2 separate regions of the Mus musculus genome follow, and region 1 is linked to region 2. Evidence: chromatin contacts called from public Hi-C data. All regions are on one chromosome and are shown on one strand. Each heading gives the region's core, a stretch centred on a gene start, on an enhancer-like site or on the middle of the called end of the contact. The rest is flanking DNA. Distances are from core to core; before and after follow the strand shown. Region 1 overlaps Myb (myeloblastosis oncogene). Region 2 overlaps Ahi1 (Abelson helper integration site 1).

Region 1 (6,419 bases), core at 2,948-5,447, 140 kb after region 2:
TGGGTCAGGGTTTAATGTATGGCAGAGAAGAAGTCTGCGGACTGAGCTATGTCTCCAGCCCCACGTTAGCGTAGTTTTAAGGGATACATTGGAAATCACAAGATAAAAGTAATGAAGAGCAACATACAGATACCCAGGACAGTACTGGGTCTTATGCACACAGTCACATGTACATAATGCAGACACACCACGAGGAAAGGTTCAGACACACCGTAGCTGGACAGGTAAATGAAGGGGTGAGGTTTAGAGAGAACTTGCCCAAGTGAGGCTATGGTGTACACACAATAGCTTGAACGGTGTTCTGCCCACTGTATCTCCTGGTTCCTGCTGTTTCTCCATGTCTACTCAAACTGGAATATGTACAGTTTATGTCCCACTTAATTCTCAGGATGGTTTACAGCGTTCATAGCACAAATACAACAGTGGTTCTAAAGTAGAGAAGTAGGACTGGAGAGATGGCTCAGTGCTTAAGAGCGCTGATTGGCTGCTCTTCCAGAGGACCCATGTTCAATTCCCAGCACCCACATGGCAACTCAAAACTGTCTGTAACTCCAGTTCCAGGAGATCTGACACCTTCACACAGAAAATACATGCAAGCAAAACACCAATGCACATAAAGTAGATAAATAAATTATTTTTTAAAGAACAAAAAGCAAGAACACTAGGAAGGGAATGTTGAGACTTAGTGAATTGAAGGCCAACATGGGCTACATAGCTTTGTCTCCAACATTGAAGCTTTTGCTCTCCAGAACCTCAAGCGTCTTTTGAGAGATAAAACACACATGTGCTTTTATACCCTGCAAAAAAAAAACCCCGGCGCGTGGCGGTTTGCAGTGCCACATGCAAGAGAACAGGACACAGGACGCTGAGAACGCTGTTTAAGAACGGCCGGAGGGAAAGGATAGTGAGGGTGGGGAGTTTCGGTTTGAACAGTGTTGGTGAGAAAGACTATGGAGAAACAAAGGATGTAGTGGTTGCAAGGCATCATGGAACGGCCCTTACACTGCACTGCTGTGATCCTGTCACACTTAAACTCTCACACAGAACACCCATGGTGTGGCCACCTCTGTAGCACCCCACATAGGTCACACAGCAGGAAGTTAACATAGAAGACAGCACATGAGCAACACACTCAAGACTAGATCACTAAGGAACGAGGGGACAGTAATCTGAATGAGGTGGGATTCAGCAGCCCATACCTCTAAGACCTCTTATGAGGAACGTAGCAGGGATGTGCATAGGAAATTCAGGGGTTTATCACCAGGACCTTCCAGTACAGACAGAACCATGGGGGTGGGGGTGGGGGTGGAGTGAGAAGAGGCATGCTTGTTGGTGAGTAACTATGGCAACCTTGAAGGAACACTGCTGGGCATGGTGCTGAGGTCCTGATCTCCCCGCCACCCCCCTCAGTGACTACACTAAAGTTCCAGTGACTTTCAGTTTGCAGCGCACTGTGTTCTGACTTCCCTGAGTCACAGCCTCTTAGCTTGCCTGGCTGCCTCTCAGTCACAGCCAAGTGCACAAGTGTGCTCGAAACAATCAGGTGCAGCTTGACATACTCCATAGCCACTGAATCGTCCTACAGCATTCCAAGGGACAGCATGTCACAGACAGGCTGCAACCAAGATGGCAGCCATCCCAGGTTGACTTCTGACACAAAGTCACATTTGATATTTTTCCTAACAATAAGCTTAGTTACAACATCCTTTGAAATGGTTCTAAACCAGCTGTTCTCAACTTGTGGATTGCAACTCCTTTGAGGGTGTGGGGGAGGGTTGAGGGAGTCACCTAAGACTATGGGAAAACACAGATTCATACTTTACAATTCAAAACAGTAGTAGTATTAAACGGTTGCAGATTAGGAAGACTGAGAAGTGCTGTAAAATGAGTATTTCCCTGGATCCAAATGCACAGACCGAACACACATGGCTCTGCGCAGGGTTTCAGTCCGCCCAGCGCCTCTGCTTGAGTGTTACTGCCTGCTAACTTGCAGGAGCGAAGGTTTTCCAGTGCAGCACAGAAATCAAACAGACACACTATATCACCTAAACTAATACAATTTAATTACTGAGTTAGGGCCTGTAATCCTTGCAGCAAAATATGACATATAATAATGAGCAGTTAAGAGACAACAAATCAGAGCCGGGCAGTAGTGGTGCACGCCTTTAATCCCAGCCCTCGGGAGGCAGAGGCAGGCGGATTTCTGAGTTCGAGGCCAGCCTGGTCTTCAGAGTGAGTTCCAGGACAGCCAGGGCTGCACAGAGAAACCCTGTCTCAAAAAAACCAAACCAAACCAAACAAAAAACGAGACAACAAATCAAATGGTGTATCCTCTACAGAGAAGCATATGTAGTGCTTAGAAACACTGACTAAGTGAGGAGGCTACTGTATAACTTAACCTAATGATACTGTGCATGTAGATTTAAAATTACACCATATATATACACATATATGTATATATATATATATATACATACACACACACACACACACACACATATATATATATGTATGTGTATTACCAAAAACATGTATCTTCAAAAGAATGGAGGAGGAAGAATGAAGGAAAAAACATATTGAAACAAAAAAGGCTTATTTCTATTTTTTTCTAAGAGCTTTTCCTACTAAAAAAAAGAAATTTTCTACTTGGCCTGATTTAATACAGAATAAAATTCCTGTATGCAAATTAAGTTTCTTAAGCTTCCACCACAATATAAGTTATGTTTGCTCCTGCTGATGGCCACACACTGAGCCGTCCTTTGCTGTATGGTATGTTAGATGACTCTTAACTGTCCATGCCTGTTCAGAGAATCATATCAACTTATCAATTTGAAAAGAATTGTGACTTTGATAAATCTCCAGGTTGATCATCCCTGGAGTGATATTTTGTCTTTCCTCCAGGACTAGATATTTAAGATAGAATCAATATATAAAGAATGTACTATATAGTTCTCATGAGTACTTTGTGGGGACTTTTCAAATAATCAGGTTCTCCTACAAAAGAGAATGTCTAAAGATCAAATTCACAATAATGAAAATACCCAGACTCCTCAGCACGTGTGCTAAGCCGGAGCCTAGCGCTAGGTCAGAGCCTCAGAGCCTAGGGCTAGGGAGAGGTCAGAACACGCAGTTCTTGGTGTGCACACGATAGGGTGCAGTAAGCTAGCGTGTGTGGAATCATTGTGGGCAGAAAGGCAGCTCGCATGAGCTAAGCAGCTTTGGGAGCTAGGAGGGCACACAGTAGGTACATCACAGAGAATGTAATAAGCTGAACAGAACACATACCAATGGCGAGAATGGAGAGCAAGGTCAGGTAGGCGGGCACTATGGTTCAAGCGAGGGGGATGGCCCGGGGAGTAAAGGGTTTACTCTTCAGTGAGGAAGAACCTGGGCTGGATTTCCAGAAACTGTGTTTTTTAAAAGGGGGGTGGGATTGGCACGGTAGTGTGCACTTGGAATCCTAGCACTAAGAAGGCAGGGGCAGGTGGATCCCTAGGGCTCACTAGCCAGCCAGCCTAGCCTACTTAGGTATTTGATGAGTTTCAGGGAGTGTCTCAAAAGAGATGGTAGGGTGGGATGGACAGACTCTGAGGAACACTATCCAAGGTTGTCCTCTGTCTGCAACATACCATCTGTGTGCTTCTCCCAAACACATACACAGAAAGAGGGAGGGAGAGAGGGAGGGAGGGAGGGAGGGAGGGGGAGAGAAGGAAAGAAGAGAAGAGGAAAAGAAGAGAAAGGAAAGAAAAGGAGGAGAGGAGAGGAGAGGAGAGGAGAGGAGAGGAGAGGAGAGGAGAGGAGAGGAGAGGAGAGGAGAGGAGAGGAGAGGAGAGGAGAGGAGAGAAGAGAAGAGAAGAGAAGAGAAGAGAAGAAGAGAAGAGAAAAAAAGACTGTCAAGGTCAGCTTCCTTTTTCCTTAGGATCTTGAACTGGGGACCCCACAGCAACTTCTCAAGAACATGATAGCTGTGACAAACCAGGATTAGGTGTCTTTCTGTTAAGGGCTATTTTTGAATGCTGTCACCTCAATTTCTGTGTGTTTCTGTTTTCAACTCCTGCATTTCTGTTTACTTTAAGAGAGCAGTTAGGCGCAGCAGCTTCTGCATGTGAATTCTTGCTGCTTCTAAACCCAGTGTTCTGTAGATGTCAGCCTGTCTGAATTCATTTAAATGTTAATAGAATCCTACCCTACATCCTCCTGTGGCGGCCAGGAGAGTCACCTTGCTTATCCTGTAATGCATCTTTCATTGCCGCTGGGCAGACGTGAGCTATAAACAGTCTGTCAAAACTTTAACTGGGATATCCTGTTAAAGCACTTTGAAAAAAAAACATCCAGACCCTTTGCAAAAGCCCAATAAATGAAAGGAGCCGAGACCACGCCCACAGGTGGTTTTCTGACAGAACTAGATTATTGCAACATTTCCCGTGGGCTCCCCTCATGCTGAATAACTGTATTATTACATTCATAAAGCCACACAGTATCTGCTGAGGTCAAGGCGCCTGGGAAATTCTATTTTACAATGTGAAGATGTAATAAGACAGCGAGATGAATCTAATATATATTTTATTATTTATTTAATATTTTATTATTATAACATATAATTACTATCTTATTGATATTTATATTACTTTTAAAAAAACTAATATATATGGATTGATAGTGTCTAAGGAATCCAGAGTAAGAATTCTCCGATTCTATTTAATTCATCCAAACAAAAATACTACTCATCTCATCCTTAATGAGATTCTGAAAGTCAGAATTCCTTCCCACAGGGACATCTGCGTAAAACGGCATTCATAAAGGATACCACAGAAAATCTTCATTGTATCAAGAGGTTGCTACAGTGAGATCAATGGGTAGCAAACTTCCTCACTAGTGAATACCTGTGGCAGCACAATGAAATACTTACAACTTCAGGGTTCCTAACTGAAGGGATGGACAATGTAGGTGGTGGCGGGATGCCCTCTACCCATTAGTGCAGGATGCCCCCTACCCATTAGTGCAGGATGCCCCCTACCCACTAGTGCAGGATGCTCCTTACCCATTAGTACAGGATGCCCCCCTACCCATTAGTATAGGATGCCCCCCTACTCATTAGTGCAGGATGCCCCCTACCCACTAGTGTAGGATGCCCCTTACTCATTACTGCAGGATGCCCCCTACCCATTAGTGCCTCTGTGTCCAGGCTGAATTAACAATGGGTAGAGCACAGGGATCTTTCGCAGATATGGGCTTTTATCCAGATGTCTCTAGAAGTGTTCATTCTAACATGTTTATAGACACCTCAATAACTTACATTCTATAGCTTGGGGTACCCAAGTTTTAGGAAGAACAGCTCCTTCCTCGGACATCCCCTAGTGCTTGATTATCAGTAGTCAGACAACTGTCAAGTCTCTCTGAAGCAATTTACCTTTTCTGACCTACCCAAGGCAACTTCTATCTCCACGTTTGTTTTAAATATCATCAAACAAAGTGTATGAAGAGTTACTGTCTTGGAACAACTTGGGCAGGGCAGACCGACTCAGCTCATCAGAGAAATTCCATCCCAGAGATACACACAGAAAGCTTACTTAATTTATATCACTAATTGAATGCTGGTCACTGAAACACTTCTGAGAGTGACATGGGTGGAAAAATAGTGACCAGAGAGAATAGCAACAATTGCGAAGACACCCTGGAGTTAAACCTGGCAGCACAGTAGACAGACAGACAGACACTCAGAATGCACTCTGTATCTGCGGCCATCTTCCTGCTACCCACACAACAGCAGGAAAGAAAAGAAACCCAGGCCGCCCGTCACCTGCTTCATCTCTGCTGTAGTAGGAGCCCTGACTACCTGATCTGCTCAGCTATTTCTTTTAGTGACCCACTGACCTGGTTCTGCAAGGTGGAATAGGAATTGTAGACGTTATTAACATAATACAAGAAGTCCTGGCAATAGGGAGACCTACTTACTTGCTCTTTAACTACTGTATTAAGATTTTTAAGCTATATTTAGATTTTTTCATTATATAACCAAGACTATGTTTAAAGTTACTATGTGGTTACAGGTGAACTCCTGATCTTCCAGAGGACTGGGATTATAGATTTACATTACTACACCTGGTGCTGGATTAAACCCAGGGCTTCATGCATGCTGGGCTAGCACTCTGCCAGCTCAGCTGCATTTCTTTGACAGGACAGAGGCTGCATGCAGTTTTTCTCTGATAATAAATATCATGGGAGCAGGCTGGCTTATGTGCTGCCATCTTGGAATCATCCGATCCATATGATCTTTACAGCAATCTTAAGAGACCAGGGAAGGACACATCACGGTCCTTAACTGTAGACAAGAGTAACTTAATTCATTTCATTTGCTCCATTTAATCAAGTCCTCCAAATAGGATGAGAAGGAGCCCAGAGCAGAGCCCAGGCTCTGA
Region 2 (6,692 bases), core at 1,098-3,597:
GTCATGCTGGTAGCTTTATTTTTCACAGTGTGGCATGCTCTCCCATAGTTCAGGGACATAGACACATTTAAGTTCATAAAATTCTGTTACAGGCAAGCATGGAGGCACATGCATGGAATCCCAGTATTTGGAAGGTAGAGACAGGAGGGTCATGACTTCTAGGTCATCCTTGGGTACACAGAGCTTCCAAGGCTAGAGACCCCATCTCTCAAGTTGCTAATTGCCTATAGTGTTTATAAGGCACTGTGTTTAGCATAGACTTTGGCAGTGTGTGTTTGCATTAAGAATTAAACTTCTTACAGAATAGAGTTATTTCTTTTTTCTTTTTTAAAAGATTTATTATTATCCATAAGTACACTATAGCTGTCTTCAGACACCCCAGAAGAGGGCGTTAGATCTCATTACAAGTGGTTGTGAGCCACCATGTGGTTGCTCGAATTTGAACTCAGGCCCTTCAGAAGAGCAGTCAGTACTCTTACCTGCTGAGTCATCTCACCAGCCCAAGAGTTATTTCTTGAATTTTATGAAAATATAAGATGGCACCACTAGTGAATTTGGGATTATTGAGAACAGTGGCAGTCATAGCTAAGATCAAGTACTTTCTTATAGAATACTTCCCAAATACTTGAGAAAAAATCTCATTATTGTCACTATTAATGGATGATGAAACCAAGGCACCACAGAATGAAGTAACTCTCCTAAGGTCACAGAGTTGTGGGTAAAACTACCATTTGACTTCAGGCTGCCTGACTAATGTCTTCACAGGATAATACCTAGGTGATATAAATTTAATACCCACAGCGTATGTATCATTTAATGTCTTCCATATGTGATTAAAAGTCCAATTCAGATATTATAATTTTCATCCTTTCAGAAAATTACACCATTGTCGGGCGCCAGTCGTGGGGAAATAAAGGGGATGGGAGAAATGACCCACGTCCCACCAGAGCTCCGGGGCTCTAGGCGGACAGATGCGGGGAACCGGGGGAACTGCCGTGCACTCTCCATGCTGCCCGGGTGGGCGTTTGGCTGTGGGAAGCCACGGAACCCCAGTCTGCGGGGATGGAGAGGGAGCAGTCCGGGGTCCCTGGGCCTCAAGGAAGCCAGGGTCGACAGGTTCTAGCTCCGGGGCATCGCAGGACATCGCTGGATACTACAGAAGAGCTGAGAATGGGTGGGGGCACTGCGGGCAGCTCATTCTGCCCTGAGGCCAAAGGGAGAAGGGGCAGGGGTAGAAGGCACTGGGTAGTTCCCACGCATGTGACGGTCTTTGGTCCAGCCTGGCAGCTGGAAACGCTAAAAGGCCTTCTTGAGGGAGATTAGAGGAGGCTCTTAGGGGAAGGCCTTATTCCATCGCTCCAGCACTGCGAGTCTAGATGAAAGGAGGCAGTCTATGGCTTCAGGTAGAGAAGTAGAGGCAGGCCATGGCCACGTGGAGAGAGGGGAGAAGGGAGGGGGAGAGAAGGAACAAGAGGGCTAGAGAGAAAGCAAGAGAAGCAAGAGAGAGGAAGGGCCAAGCAGCCCCCTTTATAGTGTGCTGTACTACCTTGCTGTGGCTAGGTAACTGGGGGAGGAGCTTACCTGACTGTAGCCAGAATACCTGGAGCTTGGGACATTGCCTGTGTGACAATAGTCACAGGATTATGGAGTTGAGGACTCATGTTGTCAGGTGCCTGTGTCTGGGAATGTGGCTCACTATTCCGTCCCTTGTAGAATTACTACTGGGTCTCCGGAGTAAGCTTCGCTCAACCAGAACACAGACTGCCTTTCACAGTCCAACACACCATAACAGGTAGTACTGATTGTAGGATGGAGTTTTAAATATTGATTTTTACCCTATTATAAGAAATTATAAATTAAAGCTACCATGATGATGAAGGCCTGACAAAACTGCTTTCCTGTATTCTGAAATATTTACTGTTTCTCACATAATGGATTCTTGACTTTCAAAGCCCAGACCATTAAGTGACTAAGGAAATATGAAAATTTTCATGTACATGATGGCCTTGAGTGTAAACAGCAGGGCCTTTGTATGCTTACAGGTGTGCCTTCTAAAGGAATGATACAGCCCAAAGCAGACAACAGCATGGCAGGAGCATCTGCAGAGGGACTGAGCCTCTTGACAAACACTGTCAATCTGCCCAACCCTCAACACATAGTTTCCAATTTTATATGCGTCTGCTTTTTAAGCTGTGAAATAAAAATTATACATGCTTTATTTATTATACCTCCATATTTTATGTAATGATAACTGAAACCATAAAGCAAGATGTGAGGGCTAGATATGAATAGAGTCCATGAGCCAGGCTGTAGCAGGGAGTTCTAGTGGTTTTCCTGTAGCAATGCATGCCACACACTGTCAGCTGAAGAGTGCCATGTGGCTAGGAAGACAGCAGGAAGGGAATAGTACCTCCTGCAGGGGATTTGCAGACAGCTTGTAAGGATAGGCTTCAAAACAATCAAACAAATACAGTTGCCACCTGCAGGTTCGTGACCCCTGTGCATTCCTCTGCCATGCAGCTTAGCTCCCTGCAGTAACTGGCTCAGCTCCAAGAAGTCGGAACCCCAAAAAGGAGTCTCTGTATTTTCCAAGCCTGCTATAATGCATGCATGTAAGGATGTCTCAGAAAGAGATGAAAGGGTATGGATAAGAATATTAAAATTGTGAGCTTTAACATAGCAGGTTAGATCAGACCTAAGTTTTAAACATACAAAGTACATTGGTATAAAGAAGAAAAATGATACAATGCAGAAATAGGGCTGTCTAATTACAGCATGGTCTCTAACCAGAACCTAAAAGTAACGTGGTAACCTGCAGATAGTTACAAGCATACAGCTTGAAGGATAATCCAAAATCATCTATCACCAACTGTTTTACAGTGAGAAAGGCATATGTCTTAAGCAGATCTCCTGGTGGGGGTGGGGGAGCTGAAGAACTTCCCAGCAGTTTCTGTTTGGAGTGTAGTCTAGTACACTTTGTGACTATGTCTGCAGACTGTAAATGCGCAACTCCTCATAGAACTAGAGGTGCTAACAGCATAGGAGGGTGCTGATTTGGCTGCTTGGAGTCCAAGAGTTTGTATAAAATGTTAACAGGGCACCATAGAAACAAACACCAGAGTTTGCAGTTCTGTTTTTTACTCCACTTAGAATATTTTAATTCACAATTATAATTCACAATACATTGTAAAATATATCTTAATATTTTGAAACATACTTTGTCACTGCCTTTTTCTGTTTTTACCAGTTAGGAATTCTTTGAAAGAGAAAACATAATACATATTTAATGTATTGTAATATTTTAAAAATCCAGTTGAATCAAAACTGTAAGAGAAAAGATAGTTAAGGCCTGTTAGCTTGTTACTGACACCAGTACATGTGTTCTTGACTGTCCTTGACTGCTCATTCACTCGGTTAGAGGAAACTGTAGTTTGCAAATACAAAGCTCAGAAAATCTGGGAAATTAGCATGCCAGACTGTTTGTAGATGCAGCTTTACCTGCAGCAAGAAAGCAGCTAAAGGCTGGTAGCACAATTTCAATGTGAAGACTACAGAAATCATGGAACATGTTTTTCTGTTGACTTCTCGGCCTGAAACCCACCCACCCCGTAGAGGTAGACCGTCCCGATTCCAGCCCATGGGACACTTTTCTTTAGGTGGTTTTCTACAGCTTTACACTTGCTTATTTTCTAAAGCTATCTTTGAATAATTAAAGGAGAAGTAAATATTCTTATCACTCTAGAAATATGACTAAATTAAATACAAGAACATTAGAGTCAAATTCACACACACACACACACACACACACACAAACCTATAGGGAGTGATGACTTTTGCGCTGAAATAGATAATTGCTACAGAGAAATGCCTGTCAGTGACAGTTGGGGTAGTCCTTGGCCTTCTCTCAGGGCTCTGTCTGTCCTCTGGACATGGCCAACATAGTCTGCAGAGAATGCTGGGTATTGGCTGGCTCTTCTGTTGACATAGATGAAGTTGTGTATGAATATCAAAGGCCTATAATTTTTACAGGTGGTATTATCACATAAATGATTACTTTTAAAAGTCCAATGTTTTATGCCCATTAAATATTTTAGACCTTGGTGTGGTGTCTTGTGCCTTTAAGCCCAGCATCCAAGAGGAGGGCAGATCTCTGTGACTTTGAGGCCTCTCTGTCCTATATAGGAAGTTTCCAGGACAGCAAGGCTGCCTCTCTCTCTCTCTCTCTCTCTCTCTCTCTCTCTCTCTCACACACACACACACACACACACACACACACACACACACACACACACACACACAGATAATTTATTTAAATAGTATAGGACAACTGTTGTATATGATTAAGTACATACCTATCTTACTCATTTTGTTCATTAGGAAAACCTGTCTTGGAGTACACCTGTCAGTCAGACAGTAAAAACAGCATCGAGTTTTTATTTGCATTTTTACTACTGTTTTCTTCCTTGTTTGCTATCAGCTACATGGTTGGTTCCTTGGTGACTTTTCTAGAGTATCTCTGGGTTTCCTGCTGCTTTGATCTTCTAAGTGAATTTTGTGGGTCCTGTTTGCCTCTTCTGTCACCCTTGTCATCTGCTTTGTGTGTTTGTGTACACAGCTTTCTTGGGGTCATTTACATATAATAAACTATGAATTTTAAATATATGCTTTGATAACTTACCTACTTGCAAGAGCACCACCTCAGCCCCAGCAGTGAACACTCCCACCGTGGCCCCATTTTAATTGCACCCTCCTCTTTTCACCCTTGAAAGCACTATAAATTAGTGTCCATGTTCTACAATTGTCTACACTCAAATATGCTGCATGCACCATGAATTCTTTTATGGCTTTATTTTTCATGACTAATTTTGATAATTTTTAGTTATTTTGGTGTCATTTATGTTTTAGCACCTACCAACAGTTCATCTTTTTACCTGCCTACTGTTGCTCCATTGGAGAGGTTTCCAGTTTGTGTATCAGTTGTCTATTGATGGATATCTAGTTTATGCCACTACAGAATGCTGCTGGAAGTTTTTATTTCTGAAGATGATTTCATTTCCCTTATGTAAATTCCTATAATTGAAAGGTCAGGAACATATTGCCTATGAATTTTCTTAAGCCAAGTTAGGCATGGTAGTACACCTGTAATCTTCCTACGTAGGTGACCGAGGGAGGAGGATGGTAAGTTTGAAGCCAGTGTACACTCACAGAGACTGTCTCACAAAACAACAAAAGTAGCCTTTCCCCTCAAGTGTTCCAACTTCTTCGTATCTTTGGCAAGTCTGACATGGCAAGACTTTTTGTTTTAGCCACTCTAACAGACAGACTTGCTACTTTGCCCTGGGTCTGATTTGTTCATCCCTGCTGACCGGTGATGCTGAGTGCTTTCTTAGGCACCTGTCCACCATCTTTGGAGCTTCTTCAGAACCATTTACAATTGGACCATATTTTTGGCTTGTCATTATCGTGGTCATTGTTGGCTGCTTTTCTTTGTTTTGATGTCCGAGTTGTACACGCATTGTGCTCAGGCGTGTGAGTTACAGATGTTCCTCCCAGTGTTCGCATGTCTACTAATTATTTTAACATTTTGAAGAATAGAACATTACATTTTTGAAGTACAAACTATCAGCTTGTTATGTCCTAGATTTTAGTTTTGTATCTAAGAAACGTTTGCTTCCTCCATGCTCACAGGATTGTTTGCCTGGGTTTCATCCCAGAACTTTGAAAACTCTGTTTTATATTGCCATCTCACCACAGGGTGTGAAGGATGGATCAGAGTTCATCTGAATGTCCAGCCGTTCCAGTACCATTTAATGAAATGTGTGTTCTTCACAGTTTTCTTATTCCTTGTCTGTATATGTACTGGGTTCTCTGTACTGGTGGTCTCTGTACCACTGATACAGACAGCTAACTCTATAGCCATCCAGTTAATTTTTGTATATTCCTTTCATGGTCCGTAACCTAACTGAAGTCAGTTCCTAGTTCTAGTGGCTTATGAGGTATTTTTTCTGCTTGTTTGTTTGCTTGCTTGTTTTTAGTTCATTCAGTTATTTTTACAGAGACACCGCTGTACTTGGGGATCACTGCCACCTTCAGTTTTATCCCTAGATGCCTCCTTTTTCTTGCAAAAGCATCTGTTCCCTTTTCCCCCTTTTCTGTATTTCGTTCATTATTTGGTGATTTTTGACCAAGAAAGTAAATTTGGCTCCTTTTATTATATTTTTATCCAGAAATATGAAAACTCATTGCCTGTCATTTGCTTTTTAATTTACAGCATTGCAGGGCTTCATTTGTTTAAGTAAAGATCTAAATGTTCCTGAAACAAAATTGATCCTTTTTTTTTTTTTCATAAAAAAATGTTGGTAATTCTTGACTTTTCTTTATATATTCCTATAATAGTTTATGAAATATAACAGATGTTTCTCTGAAACACATACACACATCACACATCACGTCACCTCATGTTTCTGTTTGTAAGAGAACACAGAATACAATGGCTTGTCTATCAGTTCCAGCTTTAATTTTCTTCTTCTTGTGTCATTTTTAGAAAGCCATCCATTTCAATATTGTGTAATTTAGGAAATAGTTTTTAAATAATAACGATGTATTTCCTCCTTTGGGTTAATTTCTTTCAGATCCCTTTATCCAATCAAGTGAGAGAATTATTTGCACATCTTATGACTAATAAAGAGCAG

The links. Hi-C and Micro-C count contacts between places; a contact is called where the count stands out from the background.
Region 1: a Hi-C map of the G1E-ER4 cell line shows a contact between it and region 2, with 3 times the contacts expected there. The contact joins two enhancer-like sites. A contact is called at or near these places in 3 of 15 datasets of contacts at CTCF or cohesin (CD8 T cells, large pre-B cells and pro-B cells), 22 of 484 Hi-C or Micro-C datasets (the 63-12 cell line, the Ba/F3 cell line, the C10 cell line and 18 more), 8 of 115 datasets of contacts at active chromatin or transcription factors (DN3 thymocytes, the HPC-7 cell line, T-cell acute lymphoblastic leukemia and 5 more) and 3 of 9 other capture datasets (adipose tissue, liver and pancreatic islet).

Annotation. Positions count from the first base shown.
Region 1 is chr10:21,126,909-21,133,327 of GRCm38.p6, forward strand. The region is part of intron 15 of Myb (myeloblastosis oncogene); the gene reads right to left. Among named protein-coding and RNA genes, the nearest start is that of Myb, 31 kb to the right of the region's middle. Within about 2 kb of position 4,198, at least 12 of the 459 cell types and tissues checked have an H3K27ac peak or open chromatin away from gene starts, as enhancers often do. A contact at or near this core is called in the G1E-ER4 cell line, where this site is marked.
Region 2 is chr10:20,993,109-20,999,800 of GRCm38.p6, forward strand. The region is part of intron 15 of Ahi1 (Abelson helper integration site 1); the gene reads left to right. Among named protein-coding and RNA genes, the nearest start is that of Ahi1, 44 kb to the left of the region's middle. Within about 2 kb of position 2,348, at least 24 of the 459 cell types and tissues checked have an H3K27ac peak or open chromatin away from gene starts, as enhancers often do. A contact at or near this core is called in the G1E-ER4 cell line, where this site is marked.